3 separate regions of the Mus musculus genome follow, and regions 2 and 3 are each linked to region 1. The links are chromatin contacts, called in public HiChIP or PLAC-seq and Micro-C maps. All regions are on one chromosome and are shown on one strand. The core of a region is the stretch at or near the end of the contact, and the rest is flanking DNA. Distances in the headings are between cores, read along the strand shown. Region 1 has its middle 8.9 kb from the start of Gm31559. Region 2 overlaps Gm4668 (predicted gene 4668). Region 3 overlaps Tgfbr2 (transforming growth factor, beta receptor II).

What was found. A called contact is a pair of places that touch in the nucleus more often than the background predicts. HiChIP or PLAC-seq counts read pairs in DNA pulled down with a chosen protein or histone mark.
Region 2: an HNF4G HiChIP or PLAC-seq map of pancreatic cancer cells shows a contact between it and region 1. The contact joins two enhancer-like sites. A contact is called at or near these places in 2 of 39 promoter capture datasets (the C10 cell line and maxillary cranial neural crest), 1 of 15 datasets of contacts at CTCF or cohesin (CD8 T cells), 10 of 484 Hi-C or Micro-C datasets (CD4 T cells, ECoMG myeloid progenitors, ECoMG-derived neutrophils and 7 more), 8 of 115 datasets of contacts at active chromatin or transcription factors (CD8 T cells, the HPC-7 cell line, T-cell acute lymphoblastic leukemia and 5 more) and 1 of 9 other capture datasets (embryonic stem cells).
Region 3: a contact with region 1 is called in a Micro-C map of muscle stem cells, with 6 times the contacts expected there. The contact joins two enhancer-like sites. A contact is called at or near these places in 3 of 15 datasets of contacts at CTCF or cohesin (CD8 T cells, the NIH/3T3 cell line and large pre-B cells), 17 of 484 Hi-C or Micro-C datasets (the C2C12 cell line, CD4 T cells, CD8 T cells and 12 more), 13 of 115 datasets of contacts at active chromatin or transcription factors (CD8 T cells, Th2 cells, bone marrow-derived macrophages and 10 more) and 1 of 9 other capture datasets (embryonic stem cells).

What each region holds. Positions count from the first base shown.
Region 1 is chr9:116,382,225-116,385,843 of GRCm38.p6, forward strand. No RefSeq gene overlaps it. Among named protein-coding and RNA genes, the nearest start is that of Gm31559, 8.9 kb to the right of the region's middle. Within about 2 kb of position 2,192, at least 220 of the 459 cell types and tissues checked have an H3K27ac peak or open chromatin away from gene starts, as enhancers often do. A contact at or near this core is called in CD8 T cells, the NIH/3T3 cell line, the STO cell line and 6 more, where this site is marked.
Region 2 is chr9:116,191,369-116,195,390 of GRCm38.p6, forward strand. It overlaps Gm4668 (predicted gene 4668), which reads left to right. Exons shown (of 4, transcript NR_152204.1): 3 at 1,487-1,629; 4 at 3,150-3,518. Among named protein-coding and RNA genes, the nearest start is that of Gm4668, 4.2 kb to the left of the region's middle. Within about 2 kb of position 2,318, at least 23 of the 459 cell types and tissues checked have an H3K27ac peak or open chromatin away from gene starts, as enhancers often do. A contact at or near this core is called in pancreatic cancer cells, where this site is marked.
Region 3 is chr9:116,150,486-116,154,621 of GRCm38.p6, forward strand. All of the region lies in intron 2 of Tgfbr2 (transforming growth factor, beta receptor II), which reads right to left. Among named protein-coding and RNA genes, the nearest start is that of Gm31292, 7.2 kb to the left of the region's middle. Within about 2 kb of position 2,571, at least 94 of the 459 cell types and tissues checked have an H3K27ac peak or open chromatin away from gene starts, as enhancers often do. A contact at or near this core is called in CD8 T cells, the NIH/3T3 cell line, the STO cell line and 5 more, where this site is marked.

The DNA.
Region 1 (3,619 bases), core at 942-3,441:
CAATGTGTGCACTGGGGAACAAACTTGGGTCATCAGTAAGAACAGTAAGTGTCCTTAACTGCTGAGCCGTTTTCCCACCCCCACCCGGAGCCCAGCGAATTACTGGTCTTCTTGCTCTGACAAATTACTTGATAGAAGAAACTTAACGAAGGGAGGAAGGGTTTATTTTGGTTCACAGGGAAAGCATGGCCATAGGGGCTTGAGGTAGATTCCAGTCAGGCAGCAGGGAGAGATGAATTCTTCTGCCCAGTTCAAGTTCTCTTTTTCTTCAGTCTAGGCTTTCAGCCCATGGGACAGTGCCATCCTTACTCATGGCAGGTCTTTCCGACTCAGCTAAACCTCTCTGGAAACTTCCTCACAGACACGCCAAGAGGTATGTCTCCTAGGTGATTCCAAACCCTGTTAGGTTGACTGTCAACATCTTCCATCACACCTGTGCACCATATTTCTTTGTAGACTCTTCATCTCCTGACACAATGCCCTTCAAAAGGTACATCCCACTGGAAGGTGTGGGATCTTTAAAGAGGAGGCCAGAGAAGCTCTGCTATTCTGTGAACAACTATAAGGAGAGAAAACTGTAAGGAAAGAAGGGCTGCAAGACCAGCACTTGGATCTGGCAGGGACAGAGCAGTGATGTCTGGTATGATTGTTAGAGCATTCACAGGGCAGGGCTCAAGCAAGGACAATGGAAGGAACCACAGCAGGAGGAGAGCCACCACACTGATAAGGCACAAAATCACAAGGGATGCAGAGCAGCCTTGTGAGTCTCAGTAGCTCTTGGGTGGGACATGTGGCATATCTGTTGGATCTTAAAAATGGTTTTAAATGTTGGGCTAATATTGTGAACCTTAACAGGTAGGATCCCTGGTATGTCCCCGAGAAGAGAATTGTGTGAGTAATCTTGGGTTTAAGAGAGCCTTTTTTGGGGGGTAGTGAATTTGTTTGTTTATTATTGAGGCTGTCCAAGGGGGGCCTTGATCTTGATATGTATTAGATTATTCCTTATGATCTTCAGGCTGCCACCTCCTCCACCCCTTCTGGCTTCTCCATCTTCCGAGCTCTGGGATCATAGACACATGTGTCAGTGTGTCAGGTTTTTGTGGTGTCTCCATTGCTCTGCAACTTAGCCCCTTACTTAAGACAAGGATTCTTAGGGGGTGACCCCAGAGCTGCAATGTCAGCATCATCTTGGGAGTTCCTTTGCTATGCAAATTCCTGGGCCACGTTCCAGCCCAGAAATACACTCAATCAGAAACACAGCGGACCGTTTTCAATGAGCCTCCAGGTGATGGTGGTTGGCATGCACACTCACGGACTGTGGACTGGAAGAGGAGAGCGGCATGCCTTTCCCATGAGTCACCTGATAGGACTTGGATTTATTGCTTTCAGGTGTTTTAAGTCGAGGGTAATTCAGCCAGCGGCATGTTAACACATTGCCCACAGCATAAAGAGAGAGTAAAATTTATCCCTCCACCCGAAGCTCATACTAAAGTGGTCTCCTCCTTCTTTGTTGCATTCCATGCAAGTGATACAAAACACACGCTGACCTCAACTATTTTCTAAGAAATTTGATAGGGGAAAACAACAAACCCGGGGACTCCACCTCTCCCTAGACGCTGCCGCTGTTTCTAACTGGCTTGAGCACTTGTGCCTGGCTGCTTGTGCTCTGGAGGTATCTGATGTCTCCGTGCCAGTGTAGCCCCCAGAAACACCAGCTCGGCTTCGGCTTTCCGCAGGGCTGTCTCGCAGAGAGTTCTTGATGGGGTATGCCTGAGATGCTGGCGAGAGTCTAACACAGGAATGCTGGCTCTGCTGGCTCTGCTGGCTCTGTTGTTCACACTGGCCAGGCTTGGCAGGACACCTTTCTTTAGGTTCTGCTGAATTACTTTTCTCACTCTGGTCGAAAAGCAGCTTAAAGGAGAACCAGTTTATTTTGCTTCATGGCTTAAGGGGTGGGGATGGGGGTGGGGGTAGGGGTACGGCTGGGAGTGGGGAACAGTCCTTCCAGATGGCGAATACAAGAAGGCAGGATCTTGAGGGAGCTGGTTCTTAGGAATGGTCCCTTCTCTGTTAGGGAGCAGAGAATGAAGTGAGACCGGAAATGCTTTCATAAAACCTCAAGGCCAGCCTACAGTAACCCACTTCCTCCAGTGAGGCTTCACCACCTACAAGGTTCCACAACCCTCCCTAACAGCGCCACCAGCTGGGGCCGTGTTCAAACACAGGAGCCTAAGAGATGTGTCTCATTCAAATCATCACAAGCTCTAAATTGTGCTCACAGTGCGCCAGCCGGGGCTCTACGGCCTGGTGCCTCAGAGTCTTGATATAGAAGGCACGCTATTGTAGCATTGCCAGGGCTAAGCCAGTGCCTCTACTCCCCGGAGGGGTCATTCGACACTCTAGTCTCGGGAAAATCACTATCCCCGTGAGTGAGCTCTGCTTTTCCAACACATTATTTTGTTTCATAGACGACTTATGAATACAATCAAACACCCCTAGTACCTGAAAGAACGCATAAGTCATAAATAACTTCCTTTGTGTTCTTTGCCGAGAAATACCACCTAGCTTCCTCAATCCCACAGAGGTGGGCCACGCATTCCTTACTGGCCATCTGGAACAGTGGAAACCTTCAGACTGTGGAGAAGTCAGCCACACCCACATTTCCAAACACGTCGTTAGACCCCAAAGCAGAAGGCTCGTGATTACACCCCACAATCAGCTCTGAGGCTCTGAACAGACCACCCATCTCTCGCTACACATGGTGGTAACTGCTGTGGGTGTTACTTAGCTCTTCCAACATGGAAGTATATTATATATACTAGATAATACAGTATAATATAGAAAATATTCCATGTAGAGCTATTGTGGGTTTGTAAAATGAGTTACATTATAGATCAAGGATTGTGAACTCCAGTATTAAGTTGGTTTTCTATTTCTATTAAAAAAAAAAAAGGAAGGAAGGAAGGAAGAAAGAAAGAAAGAAAGAAAGAAAGAAAGTCTAAGTAAAAGACCAGTAAGATTGCCCAATGAACAAAAGTGCTTGCTGCCAAGACTGATGGCCTAAGTTTGGTCTCCCAACTCTCAAAGTTGCCTTCTGACCTCCACTCATAGTCTGTGGACACACACACACACACACACACACACACACACACACACTTCACTTCCTTCTTGTTAGGAGCTCACAAGGCATCTATCTGATATGTACCCCAAAATCGTGGCAACCATCATTCTAGAGCTCCAGGTCCCGTATGAGATCTCTGCCACACAGAGAGACAGATCTTTGGGGACAGGAAGCCAAGATTAAACCTCTGTCCTCTGTAAGAACCAAAGAGCCTTGATTAGCTTGCAGGTGGAGAGCTGGAAGACTGCTGGAGTTTACATTAGGCGAAAACTCACAGTGCATAAAAGAGCAGTGACAATTTCTCTACTCCTCAAGGACCAGGGTCTGTTACTATATAATTTTTCTTTTATCAGAAAAGCTCCTGGCTGCAGGCTACGCACCCTGATACTCCATGATAGCCCCGAGATTACTCCATGGCTCCCTGGGAGTGCTTCAGCCACTTCTGGGCGTTCAGTGGCACATATCTCATTTGGGGGCTGTGCTAGACTGTTGTTTCTG
Region 2 (4,022 bases), core at 1,068-3,567, 190 kb before region 1:
ACTCAAGAACAATGGTAAAACAAGAGGTTGAAGGGAGAATGAGAGAAAACAAGACAGATTGGTACAGAGGTCTGCTCATGAAGGACGTTTGTCTCCTTGCGTAATCTTCAGGATGTCAGTTATCATTTACATCTTGAAGGCCATCCAAAGGTCATGTGGTATAAAGGGTTAATGTATTGCTGTGACAAACACATGACCAAAAGCTAGCTGTGGAGCTTCACTGACCATGAACTTCCAAAAGCAAAAAATATTTCTGTTTATAGTGATGGTTATTGTTTGTTATAGGGATAGAAAAAAAATCCTGATTAATACAGTACCACTGAAGGGCCGCTGAGCAAGAGAGAGCAGCGGATGTCAGACTGGCTTGCTCCTTGGTGGAGGTTGGGACAGGTGTTGAAGAAATGGCCCCTTCCTGACTTCTTACTCACTCTCCTCTGACCTCGTTCCCTGTTTTGTTGTCTGTTGTCACCAATCAAGGGACGCCTCCCTTGTCATAGATCCAGGATCTTCAAGGCTTTGAGTTGTCATTTGCCTTTATTAAGGATATTTGAAGGTTAAAACATTTCCTCTCATGAAACAAACTTTCAAATGTCACCTGCCAGGGTCAGTCTGGCTGCTCTCTGATGTCATGGGCTCCTGGGATTGAGTCCTAGCTATCATACCTGGGCCTAGGACAGAGGAAGAATAAAGAGGTCATTGAATGGGAAGTGTCCTCTATAGGCACTGTGCTCTAGATTCAGGATATCCAGCTGAGGAATCTATTATGGAAGAGTGTGTGTGAGTATGTGAGTGGTTTTATGTGTATGTTCGTACCTGTGTCATACACGTGCCGAAGCTGACAGAGACAGGGTGGAAGATGGGTCAGATCCCGGAGAGCTATGGCCACTGATGGCTGTGAGCTTACCAGTGTGGGAGGCTGGATTCAAACTCAGATCCTCTGCAAGAGTGGCCAACTTTCCTCAGCATGACACCGCCTCTCCAGCCCATGGATTCTTTAAGAATTAGAGCCCTACTGTAGGAAGTGTGTAGAAGGTCGGACCTGGGGGTCTTACAGCCCCGTCCATTTCCTGTCTTCTCTGTTTCCTGACTGCAGGTGTAACGTCTGTAACCTCGGCAGCTGCCTCCAGCAGCTAGCTGCCAATCCTTCCTGGCTGTTATGGACGGCATCATCTTAGACTATGAGTCCAAACATACGCTTCCTTCCTTATATTGCTTTTGATCAGGCAGTGGGTCACAAGTGAGCAAAGGATTATGAAAGGGTGAGCTCAAGAGGTCACCAGCATCTTATTTGCCATCTCTAATAGCCATGTTATAAGTGTTAAATCAAGACTGATTTTTAAATAGTACTAGCTCACTTAAAGTATTCAAATAATGCTTCAGTATGTTTTCTTTATAGTAAGTCTTCGATTTTTTTTTTTTGGTTTGGTTAGTTTTGTGCTTTTAATTTCCTTTAAAATTTTTATTTTCTGTGTATGTATGAATGCAGTGCACCATGTTTGTGCAGGAGTCGGCAGAACTCCGAAGAAGCCGTGGATCCCAGGGAACTGAAGTTCAAATGGCCATGACCATGGGGGTGCTGGGAACTGAATCCAGCCAGGTCCTCTGCAAGAGCAGTAGACACTCTAACCAGTGAGTCATCACACACTTAGCAGATTGTCATTAGTAGCTGTATCAGAAGCGCACCTGGTCCCTCACTACCCTTTACTCTGTCTTAGGCTAGCAATCCAAGCCATTGTACGTAGGTCATGTATTAGAACTTTTCTCACGCACCTTTCCCAGGGAGCACCCAATGACTTCTGTAGGATTTCTTAGGAGCCTTCAGATTACAAACAACAATCCAACTTCACTTGGACTTCCCGTGAGCCCCCGGAATTGTCCCAGAGTTCATGGTTCAAAGAGCAGAGCTAGGAAGGCACCACCTGCGGCTCATGATACATTCAGGGATTTTCCCAGGTGGGGTCACCAAGGAGTATGACCACATGACTAATAGCGAAAGAACTCCCAGCAGAAAGGGACTTAGGGGGACAGTATGTGCAAGGTGAGAAAGCTACCAGAGACATGGGGCCAGCTAGCATGAGCTTCTGCCCGATCCCATGGGGTACCCTTCACCATCCCGAAACCAGTTTTGTCCTCTGGTAAGAAGATGGTCTAGTGTGCTCTGTGATAGAAACACATTTTCAGGGCTTCCAGGGCACAGTAGAATACATAATTTTGGGTGGGCTGCAGCAAGGTTGGGTTTCTCCTCAGTTGCCTATGTTGAGATAATACTCCAGCGGTGGGAGGGGTGCTGAGGGCAGGGCAGGGCAGGGCAGGGCAGGGCAGGGCAGGGCAGGGCAGGGCAGGGCAGGGCAGAGCATTCCTGTTGCTATGAGAGAAGTCCATTCACCTACAGGCCACCACTTTTGTGAGACCTGGATGAGACCCCATGGTGAAGCTGTTAAGTCACACTGGAGTCAGCAGTGCCATTTAGGCTCAGGTGCCAGACACAAAGGAACAGGGGTCTGGGTGATTTTGGCTTTCTGCCACTCAGGGTTTGAGTTCTCAGCTGAGTTTCTGACACAGCAGAATTCAGGCAAGCTATAGCAGCTATGCTTCCTGAACTGTCAACACACAGACACACACACACACACACACACACACACACACACACACACACACACACAAACATAGTAACACAGGCATGCTCTGCCCAATTCTGGAATGGTTTGTTGTATAATAATCAATAAAAAGAGCATGGTCCCTGCCTGCCTCAACAAAGTGTTACATAATCTTAATTTTTGTTGATGAGTCAGAGAACCTGAATAATTTCAGCGTTACCATTGCTGATAGCAGAGCCAGGATGAGAAGTAAGATTTACCAAGGCCTTCTTCTCCCTTCTTCTGCCCGTGGCAGTGGCTGACCTCCGGCAGAAGTGTGTGGTCTGCGGGCTGAGCACACAGGCTGAAGAGGCAGGAGAAGCCAGTGCTTGCCTGTGTGTGTTTCTGAAGGGTATCTGCTGTGTGGACATCAAGGAACCCCTCATAGCTATGGTTCTCTTTTGACATTGTGACTAAATGCTTTGGGGACTTCCATGCACAATCCAAACTCCAAGTACTTATTTTCTTTCTCTGGAAAAAAAATGTTTACTAAGATTCTTGTTGGTTTTTTAGATCCCAGAGACTGATGTCTGCTCCTGCCGCTGACCTCCTTTCTCTCTGAGCATACAGGCCTCTAATAACACCATCAACCCAAGTGGGTGCCTCCTGGGGGACAGGAGACCGGAACAGTACACCCTTTTAAGGAGCTGGGTTAGCCATTCCATACAAGGGTTAAGAGGACTTCAGCTAAAGCCTGTTTGAACTTGGAAACCCTCTCTTGAAATCCCAACGGAAAGGTGTTTCCATTTTCACAGTGAACTTTGCTCTACACATTCTCACTCTGAGAGTTAAAAGAAGAGGTTAAAAGATAGCTCAGTCTGTAAACTGAATGCATGAAGCTTGATCCTCAGAACCTACTCAAAATTACAAAATTAAACAGCTGGACGTGGACGTGCATGTGTGTCGTGTAAGCGCTGGGTGGCAGAGCCCGGATTCCTGAGGCTAGCTGGGTGACCAGCCTGGATTATCCAGAAGGCCCCTGGTCCCAGTGAGAGACTTTGTTTCAAAATAAAAAAGTAATGAATGTTGCTGAAGAATAGAAGTCAAGGTTATTCTATAGCCTACACACACACACATACACACACTCAGAGAGAGAGAGAGAGAGAGAGAGAGAGAGAGAGAGAGAGAAAGAGACAGAACTGGAGAGAGAGAGAACTGGAGAGAGAGAGAGAACTGGAGAGAGAGAACTGGAGAGAGATAGAGAACTGGAGAGGAAAAAAGAAAACAAAGATGTATTAGCTTAAGCAGTGAGCCATTCAATCTATGAGCACTTTGAATGAAAAGCAATTACTCCTCAATTGCACTAAATGCAGAGACCTGGAAGCCCAGAGAGCTCTTTCTTGGGTGTTAAGAAACTGATCCGTGGTTTGAGACGCCCACTCACAC
Region 3 (4,136 bases), core at 1,321-3,820, 230 kb before region 1:
ACACACACACACAAACAGAAAACTGATAGTAAGCAAACTCCTCAAGAAGAGAGACCACGGATAATATGGCAGGCTGGGAATGGAATGGAATTCTGGGGAAGAGAGAAGATTGCTACTTCAGCCTTGGGTGTCATGTATTCTGAAAGTTTGGCCCTGGGTGTTGGGGTGCTGGGGTTGGGGAGGTAGTGGCTTTTATTAGGTAGTTTGCTGCTCTGGCTTTGGTGTCCTTGGTGAAGCAAAAGCAGAAAACAACCAACAACTAATGATAGGGATTAGCTCCCCTGTTAAACCTAAGCCCTGAGTGGCAGCACCAGGAGGTCCTGGTAGTGAGAGAAATGGGCCGAACTAGATCTGCAACAAGTTGCAACCTGCCAGGGCTGGAGTCAGCCGGGCCTAGCCTCTGCAAACGCAAATCCCTGGCCCCAAGATAAAAGACTGTTTAAAACAGGGAAGGCTTGCCAAGGTATCAAGTGATTCTTGTTAAGCTCCATTTCAATGACAGACACATAATGCAGAGCCCAGGGGCTGAGATTAAGTTTCCAGGCAAAGCCCACAACAGCCTAGAGCAAGGAAATTAATATTTCAGAGAAAACATTGGATTTTTTAAATATATATATAACGCAAGGCTTTTTTGGAGGATTTCAGCCACAGCTTGCCAAACGCTGCCGAGCTCCCAGGACAGAACAGAGGAGGTGACCAGCTCACAGCTGGGGGGGGGGGGGGGGAGGGGGGAAGCCCAGCGCCCTGCCTGGGGAAGCCAGTTCTCTGCAGGACACTTTGATAAAAGCCAAGCCTGGTTAAAAGCAAGCATTCCTCAGCCTGAAACTTCCCAACCTGTCTGAGACTTCCTTTACCCTCCTTTCCTGAGTCTCCAGGAGAGATTTTTAAAGTTAGTATACAAAACTGTGGGTTTCACTATGGTTTTTTCATAAGAATGGGTCACCATGCTGTTCTAACCTCTCCTGGCCTCTCACCCCACCACTGTCCCAACCTTCTGCTTTTTTGTCCAGGATGAGTCTGCGCTGCTTATAATCACATAATCCTCACTAGTGTGTGTGTGTGTGTGTGTGTGTGTGTGTCTATGTGCAGGTGTCCGTCCATGTGCATGCAGAAGAACATGCATGGGGAGGCCAGGAGATATGTTGGACGTCAGCCCTTGCCTTCTTCCTTGAGGAAAACCAGAGAGCTGCGGGGGATTCTCCATCTCATCAAAGAAGTACTGAAACTGCAGGCACAGCACGGGCCACATTGCTGGCTTTTATGTGGGTTCTAGGGAATCCAGACTCTGATCCCTATGCTTCGACAGTACATAACCCCCTTGGCAACCTCTGCAACCCAACAATACTATTCGTGTGGAAGCACGTGTATATGTACATGTGCCTGTATGTGTATGTGTGTGTGTGTAACCATGTGTATGTACACACGCATGGTGTTAAGCATGTGTGTTTGTTCATGTGTTTGTGCACATGTATGCATGTGGAAGCACCTGTGTATGTGCACGTGCCTGTGTGTGAGTGTTTATGTGTATGTGTGCACATGTGTGTGTTTGTGTTGCCTACTAGCAAGCCCCAGTGATTCTTCATTCCCTTTTTTTCAGAGCACCGGGGTTAAAGCACATGTAGCCACCACCACCCAAACTAGAACTTTGGACTCAGGTCTTCATGCTTACAAGCAAGCACTCTTACCCACTGAGTCCCAAAGCCATCACCCAAGTCTAAAAGTACAATTTTTCTAGCCCTTCAAAGATGATGATTAAAATCCTACATGATATAAAGCACCCTGGCTAGACATTCCTCCAACAAAGCGGAATAGTTAAAATATACTTTTCAACCATGTTACTAGGAGCCTTAGATGAGCAGGCAGAAGCTGTGAACTATTCCAGAACATAGGAAGGGAGAGGAACAATGAATTTAATCTGTCCCTCTGCAATAATCAGTGCTAAGGAAGGACCCCATAGGCTGGAGAGAGAATTCAGTTAGTCAAGCTCTTATCAGGCTTGCACGATGACCCTCAGCACTTAGGCAAGAGCAGCAGTAGACTGCCATCCCAGCTCCGGGGAGGCAAAGACAGATGCTCTCAGGGGTTAGCTGGCCAGCCAGCCATGCCTAATGGAACCTGCAGGCTCCAGGTTCAGTGAGAGACTCCCCCCCCCCATATTTTCACCTCCCCCAAATCTCCCAGGTAGGTCTCAAGAACAGGAACTCCTGGCTTCCAGTTCACTGTGTAGCTAAAGATCACTCTCTGGTTCCAACATCTTCACTCTCCAAAAGGCTGGGATTACAAGCAAGCCTGTGCTATTCCTCCCATTTGATGCCTTCCTGGGGATGGAACCCAAGGTTTCACACACATCAGACAAGTGAGTTACAACCCATCCCCAAGGAAACCACCATTCTGTGGCTAGGTCTCCAAAGCAAAAGAATTTCACTTCTTCCAGGGCTCTGCTCTGAAACCTTGCTCATTTTTGTTAGCATGCCAATGAATGGGAGGTGCTGAGCCCTGCCTAAATACCTCACCATTCCTGGGCACATGCTCATCTGTGCCCTCACTGGGGTTTGGCTGAATCAGTGGTTTTTATCTTGGCTTCCACATCAGAAGCATCTGGGGATTTTTAAAAAGACTGTGATGAAGGCAGAGCCCTGCTCAAGCCAGTGAGCAGGACGCCCACGGGGTTGACTCAGGCAGTGGGATTACTCTAAAACTTCTCAGAGGAGTTGGATGTACAGCCAGGGCTGGAAATTACGTACAGTTCAGCAAAGGACATAGTGCCGGGGCTGGGGTGCTGGGATTGCTCAGTTGGGTTCCCTCTTGCTCTGCACGCACAGAGGCTTGAATTCAAAACCCTCAATTCAAGATGCTGGTCATGGTGGTGTGGCTTGAAATTCCAGGCCTGAAGACAGTAAACAGAGGGTTCCTGGGCTTGTGCCTTAGCCAGCCTACTTTACGTGGTGAGCTCTAGACCAAGGGAAGACCCCGTCTTAAAAAGTAAAGCTAGAAGGCATTTCTAAGGTTGACAGAGGATGTTGTTCTCCAGCCTGCAGTAGAATGAACATAAATGTGCAGGAACACCCACCCTCACATGTGTATATTCAAATGTACATGTGGCAAACACATACAGAGTGAAAGAGACAGAGAGAGAAAGACAGAGACAGGCAGACAGACAGATAGACAGTCTAGACACATTGCTCAGCAGTTAAACGTTAAAAGCTGCTCTTGCAGAGGACCCAAGTTCTAGTCCTAGCTCCCAGTTCCACCTGATCCAACACCTTCTTCTGAACTCCTTAACACCAAGCATACCCATGATACACATACATGCACACAGACACAACACTCATACACATAAAATAAAATAAACGAATCCTTTTAAATTAAACAAAAAACACAGGTGGGAGGGAGAGACTCAGTCTAAGCGGAGTGGTGAACTTGACAGACAAGTCCATCCTAGCCAGACGGTGAGAGGCTGCCTGTAAGCACCCCACTTCCCTGAGTGTCTGGAGCACAACACACTGCATTGGAGCAGCAGCTCCAGAGTTATATGCAGGTGTGGTCAGGCCCAACCCAAAGTGTCTTCCTACGTGACTCAGCTTCTAATCCTGTTTGTGGGGAAGAGGCAGGTAGTAGAAAGACATGACTCCAGGGCCCTTCATTTTCACTGTGTTCTCTCTTCAAAGACAACTCTGGGCAAACTCTTCAGAATAAGTTCTGTTGGTTGCTTGTTACGGTCGTTTGAAGGGGCGAAACTTCTCAGCTAGGCCTCATGGTGACAAAAGGACAAAAGGAAATTCATTTGAAAAATTGGACTGGAGGATTTCCTGACAAAGTGGAACTTCTCTTTTCAGTGTTTTCGCTGTTTGTTTGTTTCCATGAATGTGTCTTGTTTCAATCAAATCCACTCCTCATTCCCCATCTCCAGCTCCTCTTAGGTCCTTCCCTGTCTCCTTTCCACCTTATGTCTTCTTTCAGATAGGTAGACAGACAGACATACAGACAGACAATAGAAATGGATGGATGTTTAGATGCCTTGATATAGATGTCTAGTTGGTCTTGTCTGGAAGCATGGATATGTTGGACTGTGTACGGTAGCCTGGGCAACCTACCAGGGTCCCACCCTGGAAGAAAGCCAACTTTATCCCCCTCAG